3 separate regions of the Mus musculus genome follow, and regions 1 and 2 are each linked to region 3. Evidence: chromatin contacts called from public HiChIP or PLAC-seq data. All regions are on one chromosome and are shown on one strand. The core of a region is the stretch at or near the end of the contact, and the rest is flanking DNA. Distances in the headings are between cores, read along the strand shown.

What was found. HiChIP or PLAC-seq counts read pairs in DNA pulled down with a chosen protein or histone mark.
Region 1: a contact with region 3 is called in an H3K27ac HiChIP or PLAC-seq map of embryonic stem cells, with 7 read pairs. The contact joins two enhancer-like sites. A contact is called at or near these places in 2 of 39 promoter capture datasets (hippocampal neurons and macrophages), 2 of 115 datasets of contacts at active chromatin or transcription factors (embryonic stem cells and large pre-B cells) and 3 of 9 other capture datasets (adipose tissue, liver and pancreatic islet).
Region 2: a contact with region 3 is called in an H3K27ac HiChIP or PLAC-seq map of embryonic stem cells, with 8 read pairs. The contact joins the promoter of Cd7 here to the enhancer-like site in region 3. A contact is called at or near these places in 3 of 39 promoter capture datasets (cranial neural crest and liver), 2 of 484 Hi-C or Micro-C datasets (bone marrow-derived macrophages and nephron progenitors), 6 of 115 datasets of contacts at active chromatin or transcription factors (embryonic stem cells, fibro-adipogenic progenitors and memory CD8 T cells) and 2 of 9 other capture datasets (adipose tissue and liver).

Annotation. Positions count from the first base shown.
Region 1 is chr11:120,705,987-120,708,739 of GRCm38.p6, forward strand. It overlaps Aspscr1 (alveolar soft part sarcoma chromosome region, candidate 1 (human)), which reads left to right. Exons shown (of 16, transcript NM_026877.2): 13 at 2,672-2,723. Among named protein-coding and RNA genes, the nearest start is that of Cenpx, 6.4 kb to the right of the region's middle. Within about 2 kb of position 1,360, at least 49 of the 459 cell types and tissues checked have an H3K27ac peak or open chromatin away from gene starts, as enhancers often do. A contact at or near this core is called in embryonic stem cells, where this site is marked.
Region 2 is chr11:121,037,791-121,040,755 of GRCm38.p6, forward strand. It overlaps Cd7 (CD7 antigen), which reads right to left and starts at 1,688. Exons shown (of 4, transcript NM_009854.2): 1 at 1,503-1,688; 2 at 246-560; 3 at 1-26. The coding sequence starts at 1,575. Gm11775 (a long non-coding RNA gene) reads left to right here. Exons shown (of 2, transcript XR_880372.3): 1 at 1-72.
Region 3 is chr11:120,849,279-120,852,172 of GRCm38.p6, forward strand. The region is part of intron 18 of Ccdc57 (coiled-coil domain containing 57); the gene reads right to left. Among named protein-coding and RNA genes, the nearest start is that of Fasn, 26 kb to the left of the region's middle. Within about 2 kb of position 1,578, at least 126 of the 459 cell types and tissues checked have an H3K27ac peak or open chromatin away from gene starts, as enhancers often do. A contact at or near this core is called in adipose tissue, bone marrow-derived macrophages, embryonic stem cells and 1 more, where this site is marked.

The sequences.
Region 1 (2,753 bases), core at 110-2,609, 140 kb before region 3:
GCGTGGTCTTCTGTGCACCTTTCCTTGTTCCATTGGGACCTCAAGCAAGTGGGCAAGGGTTTCAGCTTCTGTCAGGCACTGAATGAAGGCTGAGTTCCCGAGGACAAGCTGGTCCTAGGTGCCTAGAAGACCCCTTTGTAGAAGAGGATTCCTTCCCCGTACTTTCCTGACTTCCTGCCCCAAGCTCAGGGTATCTTATCTTCAAGTTGAGAGAAAGAGGTAAGGAGTGAGGTAGGCCCTGGACTCTGCTGATGACAGAACAGAACAATGGCAGAGTGTGCCTCATATCCAGCTGAGTCAGGTGCGGCTCAGCCTGGAGGGAAAGGGGACTTCCCTGTCCCCTGCCGATGGAGTGTAGCTCGCTCTCCCTTGGACAGGCTTGGTCCTGGCAATGCCTGGTATTTGCTTAGAGCAGGCAGGCAGCTTCAAAGAATTCAAAGGCCCACAAAAGGCAGCCTTGGACTCTTAGAAGATCGTTTGGTCCTAGAAGGTGGCAGGCAGCCTTGCCTTTGGGAGTTGAACACCATTGCTGGGCTGTGCCATTGCTGCTGAAGAGGGCAGAAGCTCTTACTGTCCCAGGTGACTGAGCAATAGGGGCTCCACAATTGGAGAGGGAGATGCAAGAGAGAAGCTCATGCTTAGGTTCATATTAAGGTACAGCCTCCTCTGAAAACTGATTAACCTTGATGTTAGCAATCCCCTGCCCTCAACTCTCCTCCATCTGGGGCTGGGGACACAACCCACAGCTGGCCTTGCCTCTCATGGTGTTCTGGGTTCTCCCTGACCTCATCTGAGCTCCCCAGGCACTGCTTGGTAAGGAAGGGTCTAGCCTTGGAGCTGCCACATGGCAGCTGCCTCTCAGTCACTTCCCAAGGTAGCCCCCTTGACTGGTGGTGGTAGACAACAGACAAGACCTTGTGGGCATGCCAGCCAGGCTCCCAGAGGTGCTAGAAAGAGTGTGCCACAGGCTACATATGAACACCACCCAGTTGCCGGCAGGAGTATAGAAGGTGGCTCTGGCTACTCGAAAGGCTAAGTAAGCCATTATGGTGGGAGGTGAGCCATTATGGGCCAAGGAAGGCCCTAGTACTGTCCTCCCATGTCCTTGCTTGGATCCCTGGCTGCCTTCTGGCCTCCTCCCAGGGGCACTGGGGCAGCCCCCCTCCCCCGCCCACCCCACAGGCACCCTCCCAGGGGAACTGGGGCAGCCCCACCCCCACCCTACAGGCGCCCTCCCAGGGGCACTAGAGCAGCCCCCGCCCACCCCACAGGCACCCTCCCAGGGGCACTAGAGCAGCCCCCGCCCACCCCACAGGCCTCTTCCCATGCTGCTTTGATCGCAGACCTCACAATTGCGTTTCAAAGCATTCACCGCCCTTGTTTGTGTCCCTCTGTTGCCGGCTGGAGGCTGAGGTTTCAGCGTTCCTAGGCCTGGCCTTTGAAGCTTGCTCTTATTAATCTTTTAACATCCCCCCCAACCCCACCCACCCCGCCCACCCCTCCAGCCTGTGGCACTCACAGGAGCCTGGAGCCGCACGGAAAGAATGCCCTCAGCCTGCAGCTGCAGCCCCTTCCTAGGTCCTGCCAGACTCCTGGCTGCCCTCAGCTTTTGGCCACGTCAGCGAGCCCCAGCCCCAGCCCCAGCCCCAGCCCCAGCCCTAGCCCCAGCCCCAGCCCCAGCCCCAGCCCCCAGCTCCCTTGGGCACAACCTCTGAAAAAGAAAAACATTCAGATGTGTGATGCTCGGGCCTCTCTGACCTCTACAACCCTGGGCTGTAAGGGAGCCTCAAAGCCTTGTGTCCAGTGGCATCAGAGGAGAAGCAACCTTGTCTGCTTCATGCTCCCACCCCATACCTTGCCCAAGAAAGTAGGACCAGTCCCTGCACAAAACCCCACACCCTCTGCTCTCTTTGGCTAGGTGGGCCGCAGGACAGCAGAGCACCCGCAGATTTGGGGCTGGTGTGGTTTTGGGTAGGTGTGGCTTAGGAGCCTTTGATCCCAGGCATTCAGGTGTGTTTTCAAAGCACTGGCTATCCTTGTCTGGGGGGGACAGGAGGAGCTTGGGCTGGTCCTGGCTCTGGCTTCCTTCTTAGTGTTAACAACTCTGCCTGCACTGGTGTATCTCACAAGGAAGCATCTCTCGCTCATGGCATCTCTAAAGCAGCTTGATTCTGAGAGCCGGCCCCTTTGCCGCGTGCCCGGGCCTGTTCTCCTAGGACACTCCTGTCTGCAAGTGGCTCTGCTTAAATTCCTAACCTTAGAGACACTTCTACCCACAGCCCCCTCACTGTGGGTGGGTTGTTTGTTTGTTTGTTTGCTTGCTTGCATAAGCAGAGGGAGGGGTTGTGTGTCCATGGGACAGGTCTCTCTCCCACTTCTGTCCCTAGACAGTATCAGTCTGGGAGACCCAGACACCCCTGCCCACAACAGCCTTATGTCTCCTCAGTCATAAACTGACATTGACAGTTTGCTGGTGCTATAGCTGGGCAGTGGGACTGAAGGACACAGTTCTCACATGAGAAGTGGGGTTCCCAACTGGTGCTCTGCTGTGGTCCATGATGGGTGGAGTGCTAGAGGAAAGGGTAGACTTGCCTCTGGGAGACCGGAACCTGCTGAACACTGCCTGCCTGTCTGGCCCTCTGAGCCTCCCTGCTTCCTGCCCTCCTTGTAGGCAAACCTCTTCCCTGCTGCGCTTGTGCACTTTGGAGCTGAAGAACCAACAGGTGAGTGAGGCCAGCAGGACCCTCCCTGAA
Region 2 (2,965 bases), core at 438-2,937, 190 kb after region 3:
TCTGTATGCTTCTTGGGATGATTTTTCTGGGAAAATGAACACAAAGCCATTGGTAGGAGAGGACACAAGCAGGTGAGGTGGGGATCCTCATTGGAGGCCTTGAGGTTCAAGCCAGGTGTGGGCACCATTAGGAGGTTTCCAGGAAGAAATGGGCTCTGAGCAGACAGCTCCAACAAGTGCAAAGAAGGTCTCTAGCAGCCAGTGGGCTCCTGGCCTGGCCAACAGTCAGATGGGCACATCCTTACCTTTCACCACAACCGTGGTGAACAAGCCACGGGCACTGACTTTCCTGACAGCCTCGCAGGTGTAGTCTCCAGTGTCTGCCAGCTGGAGGGAGCTTATGGTGATGGTCAGGTTCTTCTGGGAACCAGAGAAATTAATTCGGCCTGAGAAGGTCCTGTCTACTGTGGGCTCCTGCCGGTCTTCAAAGTAAATCACATTGTAAGCCTGAGGCCAGATCTTCTTCATTAAGATCCCTTCCAGGTGCCCTCTTGTAGAGCAGGTGATGTTGACAGAATCCCCCTCAGAGGCAATCGTGAGTCGGGGGGACTGGTGTACGTCTGTGAAGAACCAGCCAGTTAGCACCAAGCTGGCGCACAGCACACGGTGACTCAAACACGCTAACACGTATCTCAGAGGCTCCACAGATCCTACATTCATGTATGTCCTTGCACACTCTTGAGCATCTCTCACAGCACCCGCACCCGCATGCTCACACATGCTGTCTCATTTTGCTGTGCACAGGGGCTGCACTCTCTACACCTCCAGGTTTCTTTCTCCCATTTTGTATTCCTGTGAGATGCCTCCTCCATCACACCCCTCTCTGCAGAAATGCTATAGGAACTTGGCAACTTTGTTGCATCTCAACACAAGGACTTCCCTTTTGACTACTCCCCACCCTGGCTGTACTCTTTCTTTCTCTTTTAAGTGAGTCAGTCACTCCCAGACAGCCATAGTCCTATCTCCTCTTTGCCTACTCTTTCCGATGCTGGTTTCTTCATCACCCTCCTTCCCCCCATCATTTCTAGGCATCCAGAGCCTGTGGCTCTGCGCAAGGGGCACATGTTGACTTGTTCATGGGATACTCACTCTTTCAGATTCCAGCCCCGTTTGCCGTGCCTGGCACCCACACCACCCACTTTCCTGTAGGCAAGACTGAGTACAAACCTCAGCATCTCACAGAATGAACACTATGCTGGTTTTGCACAAGAATTGTGCCTGGGAGCCTGAGCCTCCCATAATCTTATTGTAGATCTTTTACACCTTACCACAAGACTTCCCACAGACAGCTGCTCTGAAAGGGAACTGAAGAACACAGTTCTCACAAGCACCAAGGGTAGATGTTAGTCCTGTAAACTAAAGCTTTCAAGTCTCTGCTTTTCCACGGAGCTGGGACTATTCCAGGTCTAAGACTAAGACTTGGGGAAGTCAAGTCAGGGCCAACCCTTCCCCAGGTGGGTGTGTGAGATGCTCTCTGGGAGCCCTGCTACAGGGATGCTTACCTTGGGCATCCAGGGGGCCAGGCAGGATTCCGGCCAGTGTAAGCAGCAAAGCCAGCACTGCCTGCTGAGTCATGACGCCCAAATCCAGGTGATCTGAGCCAAATCAGCCACTCTGGCTACAACACATTACTGAGCACTGTGAAAGTTCACACCAAAAACCCTGAGAGGAAGAAACAGGGGTGTGGCAGTTCAATGCGATTGGTGGTGAAGCTCCGAGGGAGGGCTTCCTGAAGATGAAGGTGGAGCTTGGTGGGCAGGGAACACAACAAGCCAGGTGGAGGAAGCCACCTGACCCCAACTGTCCTCCCTGGCTGGTTGGCTGGCCCACATCTTTATCATCTTTAACCAAGAGTCTCCACAGGAGACGTCAAGAGGAAGAAGAAATAAGAACTAGTCCTGTAACCTGGAAGAAAAATTAGAGGGACTTAAAGGTTTAGAGGCCGGGAGGGAGTTGAAGTTTCCTCTGGTCTTTTGTGTCATTTTCTGCTGGGATGTGTTCAGGTCTGTGGTCTCACCTGTTGTCTGGACACACTGGGGTTTCAGCCTGACACAGCATACCCAGTAGCCTTGGCTGTGGTTGCCTTGGCGGCCTGGGTGATCCTTCCTTAGAAGCATGATTGAGCCAGATCTGCTAGGCCAAAGGGCGGCTAGGAGCCCCTTCAATAGCAATCTGCCTTCTGGGACAAAACCGAGGGCCCTGTGTCTGGTTCCCAGGTTGGGGGAGAGCTAGGACTCTTGTCAACCATGAGTTTTATTGCTGGTACCAGAGCCAGTGTGTCACACTGAGGGGTGAGTTTGTGTGTGTGTGTGTGTACAGTGTCACATAGGGACTCAAAGCAGTTCCTCCGGGGTCCTACTCTAAGGGGGAAGATGCTCCCCCTGTAGGTGGGTTTGGAATGCTATGGTGTAGACAGGGGTGCCATGCGGGGTACTTGAGGGCACATGGGAGAGGGACTCAGGTAAAGGAAGGTCAAAGTTGGAAGATTTTAGGAACAAAGGGTTGGGGAGGGACAGGTCACCTGTGGTAACACAGGGACAGCAGGTATGGAACTGTGCAGCCTGAGAATATTGGAGAGAAATACGAGGGGAGCTGGGTCAGGTGGGCAGTAAAGAAATCAGCACCTAGCCCCCAGGGGAGAAGTTCATGGAAAGACAGACTTTACAGGGAAGTAAGAACAGTCAAAGACCTAGACCTAGTCTCCTTCCTAGGATGCCCGTGGCCACACCAGGGGCACATGGACTGGAGTGCTGCCACCTCTGCAGGGCTGACCTTGATGTGGTCTTCGTGCATCGACACTTTTGACTGTTTGGGGCACCATGCCTCAAGTTTCAGAGATCATAGACACACAGGGCCCTATGGGCTGTGCCTAAGGGCTCCAGGGCTCCAGGAGGAGGTGATGACCCAAACCCCAGTGCATTTATTTTGATTGAAGAGGCACAGACTCTGTGCATCTGGGTGCTGG
Region 3 (2,894 bases), core at 328-2,827:
CCAAGTGCTCGGATTAAAGGCGTGTGCCACCACGCCCGGCTTTAAAACACGATTTTTAATGATGGTTTTAAAATGTTTTAACCTCCCTTTAGCCCACCATCCACCAGAGGTAGTGGAAAAGAAAGGATACAGGGAAAGTGGACCTGTTTAGAAATGATTCTCTGGATTAAGTCCTGTCTGTGTTGTCTGGAAATTGGCAGTTCACTTTATAGGTTAGCAGAGGCAGCTCCATCCATTGAGAAACACCAGTTACAAACAGAAATATCAGGGTAGTAGCAGCAGTGTCACGGCCTAATAGGAACAGACAGGCATCAGCCTTAGCTCAAGTCAGCAGGAGGGACCTGGAGGAATACCAGGAGGAGTTCTCAGGGTTAGGCTGTGACTCTCTCAGGGAAGCGAAGACCAACGAAGACATGAGACCCACAGGCAGTACACAGCTAGTTCTATAAGCAAGCCAAGCTCAGCCTTGGTCATTGTCCGTTGAGTCCTATTTATACTGTCTAAACATGTGTCTTCTACAGGTCTTGTCTCAGCATGTGGGTCTGTCACAGCTGACATCACTCTGTCAATCACCCCAAGTCCACTCAAGGGACAAGAAACTGTGGCACACCACCAGAAGTTTTTTTGTTTTTGTTTTTTGCTGTATTTCTTTCTATTGAGTCCCGATAAATACAGCTCAACTACACAATATAAGACAGACCAATACATGTGTGTCCTTAATAAAAAAAATCTTTCACCACACGTCCTTTCATGTGCTTGCTTTAACAAAACACCTTTTTATCTATGCCTGCTTCAGCCAAACATTCCTTAGTCTTTCACCTGTGTCCACTTCAGCTAAACGTTCCTTCATGTGTGTCCCAACAAAACACCATCCAATTGACAAGTTTCTGCTTCAGAAATCTACCTGTGTCCCGAGTGCTGGGATTACAGCACCTTCATCTTTTGATACATGGTTACTCTATTGTGTCTGGCCTTGAACCATAGACAGCTCTACCCACCCTGCATCCCTAGTGCTGAGATTGAAGGCATGCACCATCATAGCGGGCTGTTTCCTAATGTTAAGGTCTCTCACAGAATCTGGAACATGCTGTCTCAGCTAAACTTGCCAGCATCCCCCAAATCCACCATGACAGGTGCATGTTGCCACACTCGGCCTATGTGGGTGCTGGGATCTGAACTCCAGTCCTTAGCCTTGAGCTGCAAGCACTTTTACCCACAAAGGTATGTCCTCCAGTCCTTACAAGAATTGTTTTGTAGCCAGGGAGTGGCAGTGCATGCCTTTGATCCCAGCACTAGGAAGGCAGAGGTAAGTGGATTTGAGTTCCAGGCCAGCCTGGTCTACAGAGTGAGTTCCAGGACAGATAGTCAGGGTTACACAGGGAAACCCTGTTTCAATCAACAAACAGTTTGGTTTTTGTTCTCAAAGTGAACATTTTGAAGAAAAAAAAAATCATTTTCTAGCTTCCCTAGAAACAGAAGCTCATTAGATCTACAGAGCCAGGGAGGAGCCAGAGTAGGTGTGTCCAGGCCTAGCCCATTAGCCACTTCCTGCCTGTCCTCCCACCCCTCCCCTGTACGAGTGTTCTCCTGGTGAGGCCTGAGGTAAAGGGCTGGCCATTCAAGCTGAGTCTAGGACAGGGAGGCTCTACTGTCAGGCCATCAGACAAGGGTGAGCTGTTCTTTTTCCTTTTTCCTCTGGATCTCCAGATTAGAGAAGCCTGGTAGTACACAGTGTGGTCACTGTTACAGTCAGAATCTCCACAGCGGGTGGGCTATGTAAGCAGGACTTAAGAAATGACCCAGGCTGGTCTGTAATTCATGATGCTCCTCTTTTCTCTGCCTACCACGAGCTGGAATTAGAGTCTTGTGCCATAAGGATGCACTAAAAACAGCCCACAACACTAAAAAACCAACCAAACAAAAAACCTAACTCAAACATTGCACTGTACTGTGTAGCCTTCAGTTTGGTGCAAGAAGTTGACAAAAGTTTGGAGCCTAGTACTGAGCAGGGAGGGGCTGGGCTAGTTCCAACCAGTAGCCACATTCCTTAGGAGTTTCCACGCCCATGACCCTTTGTCCCATGGACAACTTTAGCCCTCCTCCTAAACCCTTTTTTCACCCAGCTGGCCATGATCTGGCCTGGTTTCTACTTGAAAATGGGATCACTGTACCTGGGACTTCATCTTGTATACTTCAAACCAAGAGCTGACCTAGCACTGAAGGGTACCTTCCAGATACTGGCTGCTCAGGACAGTCCCACCTAGAACCCCATCCCTGATCCCTGTGGGCATGGACCTTCTGCCCTGCCTCTGGTCTCCCAGGACCTGTCCCTTTCCTAGTACTCCTTTATCCTCCCCAGTGAGCCTGTTACCCTAAGTCCTCAGTTTCAATTGTCCTCTGTGAAAAGGTCACAAGTTCACATTAAAGCCAACCAGGAACTGTCTACAGCTTCAAAACTGCAGGTTAATGGGCTAGGTGTGGTGGCACACACTTTTTAATCTCAGCACTCTGCAGGCAGAGGCAGGGGGATTTTAGTCAATTCCAGCCTAGACTACACAAAGCGTGGTTCCAGGAAGGTCGGTGCTATTCAGTCACACCCTGCCACACAAAAACAAACATCAACAAAGCAGCCAGGTGAACAACAGCAACAAAACTAGTGACTGAGAATTAAGGTGCTGAGGCAGGAGGATCAAAAGCTCAAAGTCATTTTAAGCTACATAGAGTTTGAAACGAGACAGAGCTACAGGAAACCCTGTTTCAAAAAGCAAAGCAAAGCAAAACAAAACAAAAACCCCATCCTCCTCCCAAAAAAACCAACCTGTAAATTAAGACCAACAATGAAGTATCATTGTCATTTATCAGACTGGGGAAAGGTCTGGGCACTGGAGCAGAGA